Linked DNA regions of Gossypium arboreum: region 1 is linked to region 2. A link is a contact called in public Hi-C data. All regions are on one chromosome and are shown on one strand. The core of a region is the stretch at or near the end of the contact, and the rest is flanking DNA. Distances in the headings are between cores, read along the strand shown. Region 1 holds the start of LOC108450453 (chaperone protein ClpC1, chloroplastic). Region 2 holds the start of LOC108456175 (glutamate-1-semialdehyde 2,1-aminomutase 2, chloroplastic).

Region 1 (5,773 bases), core at 1,843-4,342, 220 kb before region 2:
GCAATAAAAATCACTTAAGATTAAAAATGATAAATAGATAAAAGTTTATGTACACATTTACTCTATATCTACTTCTTCAATTCAGCCTCTTCTATTCAATAAACTTTTCTTTGAAACATAGATAAAAAGGAAACCTTCAATTTGCACTTGAAAAATAGTTCAATCCAATTGTTGATTAAATAAAAACGAACAGAAAAGTTAAATGGAAAGTAGCGCAAAGAGCAAAGTAAGGAAATATAGCATGCAATGTGTGTTAATGTAGTCCACTGAATGGTTAGATTCAACAATCATCTAGATCACCTATATATTAGTTTAAACCCAATCTATCTTTACACAAAAAAAAAAAAATAACCACAAGAACACAACAAAACTATCAACAAAGACACTAAAAAATCGCATCTTAAATAATGCCACAAACAATTTATTTATAAGCTAATACAAGAGTCCATCAAACAGAGTTTTGATAGGTTTTAAACTCAAATTTAAAAGTTAAAATTATCTCATTAATTATTTTGAGTATTTATCAAATAAAATTTTTCATAAATTAATCTTCTAATTGCCCTAAAACTCTCTATACAAATAATACTAATGATAAGTATTGTCTTCACTTCAAACTACATTTGTTGAAGAATGCTAGCCGAAAACCAATAATTGTTTTGTCAAACACTCCTTAGCAAACCAGAAAAACATCAAGCACTGATAGAGCCGAAACAACTCATAGTCCAAACAGAAAATTCATTCTCGTTCTGGCAGAACATGGAACCAACATATCAAAACCCCCAACATAAATCATTAATTCTTCAATTATATGTGATTTTTTTTGTATTTCTGTTTTAGTATTTGAGTCCCTTCTATTCATTAACTGATATGAATAAATCATTAATTCATCAATTACATATTCTCCTTTTTAAGGAGTTTTTCTTTCTTTGATACATTTCTGAGATTACTTTATCACTTGTGGTGAGTATTTGCTGCCTTTAGTAGGAAATTATTTGAGAGCAAGAAGTTTCTATAATGATACAATAATTTTAGGATTGATTGGGTTAAATTAATGAATTTTCTCAGTTGTATTCATCAAATTGCATAAACAATATTTGGTGTGTTTGCGCAAATTGTCCTTTACTTATTGTCTCTCAGTCTTGCATACTTCCAACACTTCTGTAGAAGATGAAAACTGGCAATTACAAATGCTTTCTTCAAACTTGTTGACAATAACATCAAATAAATTGTATTATTAAATATTTTTAATATATTATTTAATAATTTTTTAAAAAAAAAAGTCAGCTATAATTGCATATAATAATATAATAATATTAAAAATCATGCTTTTTTTTTTTGGGTTATATATTGCTCAAGTAAAGGTAAAATTTTTTAAAATGGTTAAATGTGTTCAAATAAGGGTTTTTTACGCACTTTAGTCTAATTTGTAAAAAAAGTTATGTAAATATTGACGCGTTTAGAATAAAACACATAACGTTTTAATAAGATATTACTTGAAAAGAAAAAAAAAAGTAATCTTAACATAATTTGAAACATGATATACGACATTTAAGAAGTCCTTATTTAATATTTTTAAGATGGCTGTTTGGATAAGTTTGATCTTCATTTGACCGTTTGTATAAAGATTAGACATTTAAATAACCATTTTGAAAGGTTTTGTTATTACGTAAGCAACCCCTGAAATATTGGGCACAATTTCAACATTAAACCTTTTTCTTTTTCAAATTGCACTAAAAGATATAAACCAATAAAAACAGAGTAACAAAGGGCAAACAAGTCAAACAAAGAAAATATCTAGGGACAAGAATGGGACTGAGATTTTTTGTATTGACGTACCGTAAAAGCAACGAATGTAAAGGCTGTTAGATTTTAAGCGGTGTTTTTGTCTGTATATCTAAAACTAATATTTAATTTATATACTTATAGCAATATAAAATTTAAATAATTAATGATTATTTTTATATGTTCGAAAAATTATATACATAATAAATATAAATATATTAATAAATATTTATTTTTGTTGTTTTTAGCACTAAGATATAAAAAAAGATTGACCTCAATTTTGAGATTAGATGAGATTTTATGCTAATTTCTTATTTAAAACAAAACAAAATAAAATTAGATTTTTCTATCTGATTTCATGTTGGTATTTTAACAGAAATAATTAACATATTAGTAATTTAGATTAAATTATGAATTATGAAATTAAAATATAAAATTATCTTGAAATTTGTAATTTCTTTGAAAAATTTTCTCATTTTTAATGTATTTGACACATATGTTAAAATTTTAGTGATACAAAATTTAGTTGATTTTTTAATAAAAATATATTTTAACAAATTGCTTCATATTCATATTCGTATTTATCTTTTAATTCAAAATTATTACAATAATATAAAATATTATATTAATAATATTAAGGTAAATAATAAATAATTTTCAAAACTCAACATATATTTTTATCCAACAATATAATTATATTTTGTAATTAACTTTTACAAAATATGTTAGCATAATTATCAAAACAAGATTGGAATGGAGGAAAATTATGCTTTTAGCCCTTAAAATTTATAAAATTTTAATTTAATCTTTTAAAAGCTACAAAGATATATGTGGTTTCCAACACATATTTTAACTTTATAAAAATATTAATTCAATCTCACTCTGTCCAAAAAATATTCTAACTTTGCGAAGATTGGGTCAAATTATTTTAAATAATTGATTTTATTGTTATAGTTTATAAAAAAAATTGAATGATTATGTTTTTATTATAATTTGGTTAGCATTTGATATAATAGTAGTGTACATTTTTATTTATTTTAGAAGTGTTCTTCAAAAACGGTCATGTATTTTTTAAAATATTTTATTATATTTTCTCCTTTGGTGGAGTTTAAAATTCTCTTGAGAGTAATGCATCAAATACTATTTCATAATTTACTTGTATTTATTAAATTTCTTTTATGATTTTTATAAAAAATTTAAATTTATTTATTTATATACAAGTAAATTTATAATTGAATTGATTAAACAGAAAATCGATAATCTAGTAAAAATATCATCTTAAACCACAAAAATCTAAACAAGTGTAAATCAAATGGCGGAGAAGTCGATAGAAGATGATAGATTGTCGACGTAGAGAATTATCAAAGAGAGAGAGAGAGAGAGAGCGTGTTAATATAAGCCACATCTATCCTCTTTATTTGCTCTTCGGCCGACCATTCCTACTATCAGTTTAAAAGAACAAAAAAAGGGTAAAAATAGGGTCTCTTCTCTCTGCAATTCCCAAAAGAAAAGACCCCTTTTTAGTATATTTTACTGTCCATTTCACTCTCTATTCAATTTCACCCTCTTTCTTTTCGGTGAGTTATGGAACTTTCTTGAGGTTTAATTTTTTATGCTTTTCTTATGCTTTGATGGTTTGGATTTTGGTTTTAGTTTCGTGGGTTTTTTTTGTTTGAATAAAGAAAAATTTGATTTTAGGGTTTTGGTTGGTTTGGGTTTTAATTGATTCTCTTTCTTGATTTCTTTATTGTAAAACCCAAAAAGACTTGGTGATTGGTAATGGATAAGGTGAGTAGCCCACCTGTTGACATTTTGTATAAGTTCCTTCTATGGGTTATGATAATAGTAATGATTGCTAATGGATTAGCTCTGGATATATTGTTTTGGGTTGATGAATTTATGATTTGCTAGAAGTGCTTAACTCAGTGGTGTAAGAACTGTTAATTATCCCTTTTCTTGGTAAATTGTTTCCATTTTTAGTTGATTTTGAGATTACATATGTGAACCTTCATTTATTTGTGACTGTTCTTCCAAATCTCTTATTGTTGGTTAATGATTTGCAATATTTTTGAAGAATGCAAGTGTTGTTTTGTTTGTTTGGGGGTTATTTAATTTAATTAGTCTTTGTCTTATCGCAGATAGTTTAGGAGTGATGGCTAAAGTTCTGGCGCAGTCGACTATTGTTCCTTCTCTAGTTACGAGTCGAAGTCATGGTCGATCCACTGGGAAATCGAAAAGGTCTGTCAAAATGATGTCTAGTTTACGAACACCTGGATTGAGGATAAATAGTTTCTCTGGGTTGCGGGGCTCAGCTTCTTTGGATAATATGGTTAGAGTTGACCAAGATTTCCATTCCAAGGTTGCGATTTCAATCTCGTCTCAACGTGGAAGGGGAAGTAGGTGTGTGCCTAAAGCCATGTTTGAACGCTTTACTGAAAAAGCAATTAAAGTAATCATGCTTGCTCAAGAGGAAGCTAGGCGACTTGGCCATAACTTTGTCGGTACAGAGCAAATTTTGTTGGGTCTTATTGGTGAAGGTACTGGCATTGCTGCAAAAGTTCTTAAATCCATGGGAATCAATCTTAAAGATGCGCGAGTTGAAGTGGAGAAGATAATTGGAAGGGGAAGTGGTTTTGTTGCTGTGGAAATTCCATTTACACCTCGTGCTAAACGTGTTTTGGAACTCTCGTTAGAAGAAGCTCGCCAACTTGGTATCTTTATAGATAATTTACAGCAGCTTTTAAATTACTTGTTGAATTTACTTTGATTAACTGGTATATAAGCTTATTTTTATAACATTTCAGGCCATAATTACATTGGATCAGAGCATCTGCTTCTGGGGTTGCTTCGTGAAGGTGAAGGTGTAGCAGCACGTGTTCTTGAGAATTTGGGTGCTGACCCAAGCAATATCCGCACACAGGCAAGAAATGCCTTTATTGACTTTATCTTGTTTAAAATTTTTTATTTATATTTTAAAAATTAACTGGGGTTAAATTTTTACTATTTGATTGACTAGGTTATTCGTATGGTTGGTGAGGGCAACGAAGTTAGTGTGGTTACCGGTGGATCAACTGGTAACACAAAGATGCCAACACTTGAGGAATATGGAACCAATTTGACTAAGTTAGCTGAAGAGGTAATTGGTTTTATTTATTTGTCATTTTTTATCATTTTGGTATTCATGTTTGCTTGTTTTTAAAAAAGTATTTTCTATTTTTAGGGTAAATTGGATCCTGTTGTTGGAAGGCAAGATCAAATCGAACGAGTTGTCCAAATATTGGGTAGACGAACCAAAAACAACCCGTGTCTTATTGGAGAACCTGGTGTTGGAAAAACTGCTATTGCAGAAGGCCTTGCCCAGCGAATTGCTACTGGTGATGTTCCTGATACTATTGAGGGCAAGAAGGTGCATATACATGTTCTTTTTACTATTAAAAACATTCTATTTTAGCAAAAGGGTTGAAGGAATTGACTTTGAATTTTCTTAATGCGTGTTCCGGATTAGAATTTCCTTGATCTTACAACAATTAGAACAACGCATTTGTTATGGTTTTCTTATCAGGTTATAACTCTTGATATGGGTCTTCTTGTTGCCGGAACAAAATATCGTGGTGAGTTTGAGGAGAGGTTGAAGAAGCTAATGGAGGAAATCAAGCAAAGTGATGAGATAATATTGTTTATTGATGAGGTGCACACTTTGATTGGAGCTGGAGCAGCTGAAGGTGCGATTGATGCTGCCAATATCTTGAAGCCTGCTCTTGCAAGAGGTGAATTGCAGGTACACTGCTATCGACACACTTAAGACTTCTATTGACGGTTTCACTAAATACTATAATCGTTTAGAGACTAGTTAATTTTTATATCCGGCTTCTAATTTGAGTTATGTGCGGTCTGCTTTTGCTGTTTATTGGAATTTTCTAGTTAGGTGTAAGAAATGCATGTTGAATTTCTACTACTGTTGAAATTATAGTATCGTTTACACTTTTACTTG
Region 2 (5,849 bases), core at 1,015-3,514:
GCCTGGTACATTGGCCCTGCTGGTGCCACCATCTCCATGATCTCCCTCCTTCCTCCATATGCACCAACAGGAAGACCACCACCAATTATCTTCCCTAGGGTTGTTAAATCAGGAGTAATCCCAAAATATTCCTGTGCCCCGCCATAGGACAAGCGAAATCCGGTCATCACTTCATCAAATATGAGGAGAGTGCCATTTTCCTTGGTTAAGCGTTGTAGAGCCTCAAGGAAGTCAGGTTTAGGCGGAATGAAGCCAGAGTTCCCAACAACAGGTTCAAGAATAACCGCCGCAAGTTCCCCTTTGTTACTGTTAAATAGATTCTCAACAGCCGATATATCATTGTAAGGGGCAGTTAGAGTTTCGAATGTAGCTGCTTTGGGAACACCAGGAGAGTCAGGAAGCCCTAAAGTAGCGACTCCACTACCTGCCTTGACAAGAAATGGATCGGCATGGCCATGATAACAACCCTCAAATTTAATGATCTTCTCTCGGCCAGTAAAAGCACGGGCAAGACGGAGCACACCCATGCATGCTTCTGTACCAGAGTTTACAAATCGAACCATTTCAATGCTAGGAACAGCAGAGATGACCATATCTGCTAGAACATTCTCAAGAAGACAAGGAGCACCAAAGCTTGTTCCTTTCTTCATAGTTTCAGCCAAAGCAGCAAGGACCTGCAGATATAAGCAAAGCGATGGAGAATTATTAGTCATCTCCATTACACACCTAACAACTCTAGGTAGAGATAGTGCATCATTGCATCTCACATAAAAGAACATCGCCAAACCACTTTATCATGAAGAAGTGCACAAACATTGACCTTACGCCATTTGTCATTGAAAGACAAGGAACTATGTAAGATGCTCGTTGCTCGGGATGTTAAAACACTAAAATGAAAACAAGCAAGGTAGATTTAGATGAAAAGAAGAAAAAACCTAACCTCATCATCTGCATGACCAATTATAGCCGGACCCCAGGAGCCAACATAGTCGATATACTCATTACCATCTATGTCCCACATATGAGAACCTTTAACAGAATCAATCACAATCGGTTGTCCACCAACGGATTTAAAGGCACGGACAGGAGAATTTACACCTCCAGGCATCAAATTCTGCCCCCGAAAGAAAAATGCTCTTAGAGGAGTCAATGGAAAAATATACTCAAAATAAGATATAAAAGGGTAAATGAAAAGATAGTGACATAACAATAGAAACTAAAAACTGCCACTATAGCTACAAATCTATAAGGTATCCATAATTAAAACCAATGATACTTCTCAATACAATTATATAAAGTTAACATGGTAAGCTTCATCAAAGGAGTAACCATCCAATTAGATATACATTTTACATATTATTTTAGTGATAAGCAAGGAGTTTTTACAATGTCAAAAGCATAATAGTTCCTTCAAAGCCTGCTCAAAGTCTCAATATGAAGCTATATGTTTTTTTTTTTCTTTCTTTTTGAAAGTTTCACTAGTACAAAGACAATACAATGACAAACTACAATGGAGAATCCAACCAATACAATGCACAGATGAAAAAGACCGGACAAAAGCTGGATTAATCCAAGCATACACACAGAGTGGGAGAGAGACCCACAGATTGTAATTGCAGATAGTGGGACTCGAACCCGGCCCTCAAAGGTCAGGGGCCTACTGTGCCCAGGTCTAAGCTATAAGTACTAATATATGATATTAAGGCCAATTGGGTCAAATCTTTAAAAATATTTGATCAGCAATCTAACATACTAAACTTCCTATCAATTCCTTTAGCCCAAACAGAGTACAAAGAAATCAAGGTGGAATCTTTTATTCATTTTCATCCATGCCATAACAAACCCAGATCGAGAAATCAATCAAATGAGATGAATTTTTTTTAAATAGTAATAAAAGGACAGAACTGAGAGAATTACCTTGGCAGCATTGAAAGCTTCTTCAGATTTTTGAAGGGTATAATTCTTCTTTTTATCTTCAACTGAAACAGTCATCTTAACACGAAAACCAGAGGATTGTGAAGAATGAAGTGATTTAGAAAGGTTGGAAGAACAAGAAAGACCTAACCCAATTCCAATTCCACCTATTGAGGCCGCCATTTTTTCTATCTGTATTTGTTTCTCAGTGATCTTCTAGGCAAGTCTCAAGAAGAAGAAGAAGAAGATAAGAAAATGGTAAAATTGTAAGAAAGACTAGCCAATAGGCTATAGATTAGCCACCGAGCAGTCTACCCCATTGTTTTTGTCAACTTCTGGGTTTATAATATGGCTGGGTTGTGAGTGTATAGGATACAGACTAAACCGTTTTGGGTGGACCAATAATCAAATTATGTTTTAATGCATGAAAATGTCCCAGTTCTAGGTGGAAAGCCCAAAAATGGACACAGGCCCACTACAACCTATTCTAGCCTTACAATCCCACCTCTTGGTCTATCAGCATTACATATCCACCCCAAAACTCACTTCTTGAGTTCGACAGTTCTGTTGGTGGCCATTTGTTTATGTCAAGGTTGTATGAATCTACTGAAAAAGTATAAAAAGACACTTTTAGGTTAGAATTACAGGGATAATCCAGTTCGTAACGTGTAAGTTAGATGTGTAAACGTGCACGTTCATCAGTATAAATATTTTTCTGTTCTTTTTTTTTTTTTACAGTTGTTCTTGTTCTCGAAGTGTAATAATTTATGCGATGTATTTATGTTTTTGCCATTAACATGATTTTGAGGGAACCTCTCTTTGCTTTTGACACCTTCGACAGGAAGTTAGAGGGAAGAAGAATATAATAACACTGGTGAAAGTAGGTATTGATAACTTGTTGAGATACATCCTTTCTCTAATTTTTTTTACAAAAAAAAAAAAAAGGACTTGCTGTTCAACCCACTAAGCAGCACTGTTTATGGCGTATGAGTTTGTAGAGATTTAAGTCAATTGCAAATGTATTTTTTTTTTTAAATCTCATGAATTTTTTTTGAAAATGATTCGCTTTGCTTTATTATAGACATTGGAAAGGGGAAAAAACAATACAACCCAAACAAAAGAGAAGCCCCAATCGGAGCTAAAGAAAAGGAAACAGCAAAACACAACAAAGAAATCAAACCACGAAAAAATCCCAAATCAGCAACAAAAATTAACCTGAAACCCTAAAAACGAAAACAACCCCAGCCCCCGACCTTCAGCTCGGCAAAACGACCAATCCTCCCCACCAGAAAGCAACTTGAGTAGGAACGGAAACGGAGGGGACCCTAATCCCAAACATATGTAGAGTCTCGATCCCAAAATAGACCCACAATCGCCGGAAATCACGGAGGGTCCAGCCACCGTCGGTCCGCAGCAACTATTTCACAAACATCTGGAGGAGCATCTTCAACCCAGAAGCAACTCATGAATTTGAATCATAGTGGCAAAAATATATACATTGAAAAAATCTAGCTTTAAACATGATATGCATGAGACAAAGCAATTATTATAAATTCGATAATTAATAAATGTTAATAAAATAAAGTAATAGAATCATAGAGATATTATTATTTATGTGATATATTGTTAGACCACTTTTTTTTTTATTGTTATATTGATCATCTTCATCTTCAGATTATATGTGTTTTATAATAAAAGAACCATCCATTTTATTCAATTTTCGATTCTAACCATTGAATTTGAGTCCTGGATTTCGCATCACATAATCATAGAGATATAATTCATGTTTCATGATGTTATCATGTTCTACTTACACAATTAATAAGAAAAATATACAATATGCATATAATTTTTAATGATAAAATATTCGGACATAAATTTAAAATTTCAAAATATACATATATTCATTCCCAACACTCATGTCATTTAACTCGAATAACATGGCAACTACCTACCTAGATGGCAAATAAGTCACTAAGACTAACCAAAACCAAAACATGTAAAGGTGTGAATCTATTGAGCTGTCCCCTAAGCCAATGTTACAAAAATGAATTGCCATTGATCCAAACCCAAAACCAAAACGCACCAAAAAATACGGGTAAGGGGAAGTCTGTCGTTACCAGAAAATAATGTTGATCGGCTATCGAAGTACGGGAGATTTCATCTTCTCCAGCAACTTAATCTTGTCAAGCAATTCTTGTATGGTATTAGATGCTTCCTACAATGCCAACCATTATCAAACATTGATGGGTTGTTCCAAAGAGGAGAAACGAAAACGAAATCAGGTGACAGAAAATAAAGATTCGGTAAATGTAAGAAAAAGTTCGAATATGAAAGTGTTTTTAGAAAGATTGTCAATACTGACACTAGTACATATTTTTTAGATAACTTTTACTAATGGATACGGGCTGGTACATGTCAGCATCGACCCAGATCTACTGAAATTTTGATCAAAGTGAAACTTGATTTACTTTGTATTAATTTGGAACCGAGATGGTACAGGGTACCAACAACCATGGAATTTAGCTTAGAATGAAACTTTTAGCTTCTTTTTCGATTAAATTCTAAAAAGAACAATGAATGAGAGGAATGTGTGTGGAATGAATGAGAAAATGCAATAATGAAAGAGTCTGAAAAGAATTATAACCTTTAGCTTCTTTCTCAAGTTTTCTTCCTCCTTGTTTCTTCGATCCCTCTCTTCCGAGAAAATGTTAATCAGACTTTCATGTTCAATGCTCAGATTGTCGATTTTTTCCCGCGCTGCTGTCAGCTAATAAAACGATACAAAAGAAAGAAACCCGAAATAAGTGTAAATCCCAGTAAAATTAAGCCACAGAGAAATTATACAAGAAATTTATAAAATGGGTTAACAATACAAGGTGTTCCCAATTTATATGTCAAGCTGTAAACTGGTCTCAAAACTTCAAAACTTTTGAGATATCATGGTATATCACATCAATCAAGTTCTTCGTTAACTGTCAATTTAGGCATTAAATCTCAGCTCAGATCCGACAATTTAGACATATGGACCGTATTTGAAACACACCTCATGGCTAGCTTGGATCTGACATTAAAAAAAAGATGGGCCTCAAACATGGCAGACTTCAACTTCTATCTTTCATTTTAGGGAGCATGTGTGTTTAAAATGTGCTCCAATTATTTAAATTGGCCTCTACATTAGATCCAAGCAAACATTTAACACTCCAGCTTATAAGTAGACTGACAAAAGAATTTGATTGATACGTACTAATATTGTAAGGACTTAATTAGAACTTGTTCAAGCTTGTGGACTAATTAGAATCTAAACCCTTACATAACCCATCACAAAATTAATGTATTGCCATATTTATCCCTACTATTCCTTGCATTTATTTAAGCCACTCAAAGAAGGGATCATACCTCGATTTCGAGTGATTTGCATTGGTTTCTTTCCTTCTGCAAATCATTGAGCAGTTCGCTTTGATGCGCTCCCTCATATTTCTCTAATCTACAAAAAAGAATAAGATTGTTTATACAAAAGACTACAAAAGACAGGTCATAGCAGATCCGATGAAGCCTAACAAATACGGTCTCTGAAAGCACCTTTTCTTCAATTCACAATTTTCCTGCGTCAATTGCTCCAGTATATGTAAGTTGGCCTCAGAAAGCGAAGGCTCGCCATCATTCAGACCACAATCCTTCCAATTGAACAAAAATGGTTATTAAAAACACGCACACATACACAAAAAGGGCACAGAACTAACCTTTAACTTCTATACTAAAACAAACTTTTGACTGCTTACATTAGCTTGTCTCTCAGGTAAGACCTCATACACATCAATACTTGCATCTTCTGCCAGATGGAAAGATATTCTAGATGGGCTTGATCCTTTTCCAGATTTTGGCATGTCCTTTCTACCTTCATCTATCAGCAGCTTTTTATTATAATCACCCTT

Evidence for each region. A called contact is a pair of places that touch in the nucleus more often than the background predicts.
Region 1: a contact with region 2 is called in a Hi-C map of leaf, with 2.7 times the contacts expected there. The contact joins the promoter of LOC108450453 here to the promoter of LOC108456175 in region 2. A contact is called at or near these places in 2 of 5 Hi-C or Micro-C datasets (both in leaf).

The regions. Positions count from the first base shown.
Region 1 is chr7:100,041,954-100,047,726 of ASM2569848v2, reverse strand. It overlaps LOC108450453 (chaperone protein ClpC1, chloroplastic), which reads left to right and starts at 3,092. Exons shown (of 10, transcript XM_017748089.2): 1 at 3,092-3,359; 2 at 3,921-4,493; 3 at 4,587-4,702; 4 at 4,799-4,918; 5 at 5,003-5,188; 6 at 5,345-5,560. The coding sequence starts at 3,935.
Region 2 is chr7:99,819,520-99,825,368 of ASM2569848v2, reverse strand. It overlaps LOC108456175 (glutamate-1-semialdehyde 2,1-aminomutase 2, chloroplastic), which reads right to left and starts at 2,264. Exons shown (of 3, transcript XM_017754777.2): 1 at 1,918-2,264; 2 at 941-1,114; 3 at 1-674. The coding sequence starts at 2,097. LOC108469691 (protein MICRORCHIDIA 7-like) reads right to left here. Exons shown (of 21, transcript XM_053030528.1): 17 at 5,697-5,849; 18 at 5,497-5,591; 19 at 5,314-5,401; 20 at 4,562-4,684; 21 at 2,960-4,132. The coding sequence ends at 4,055.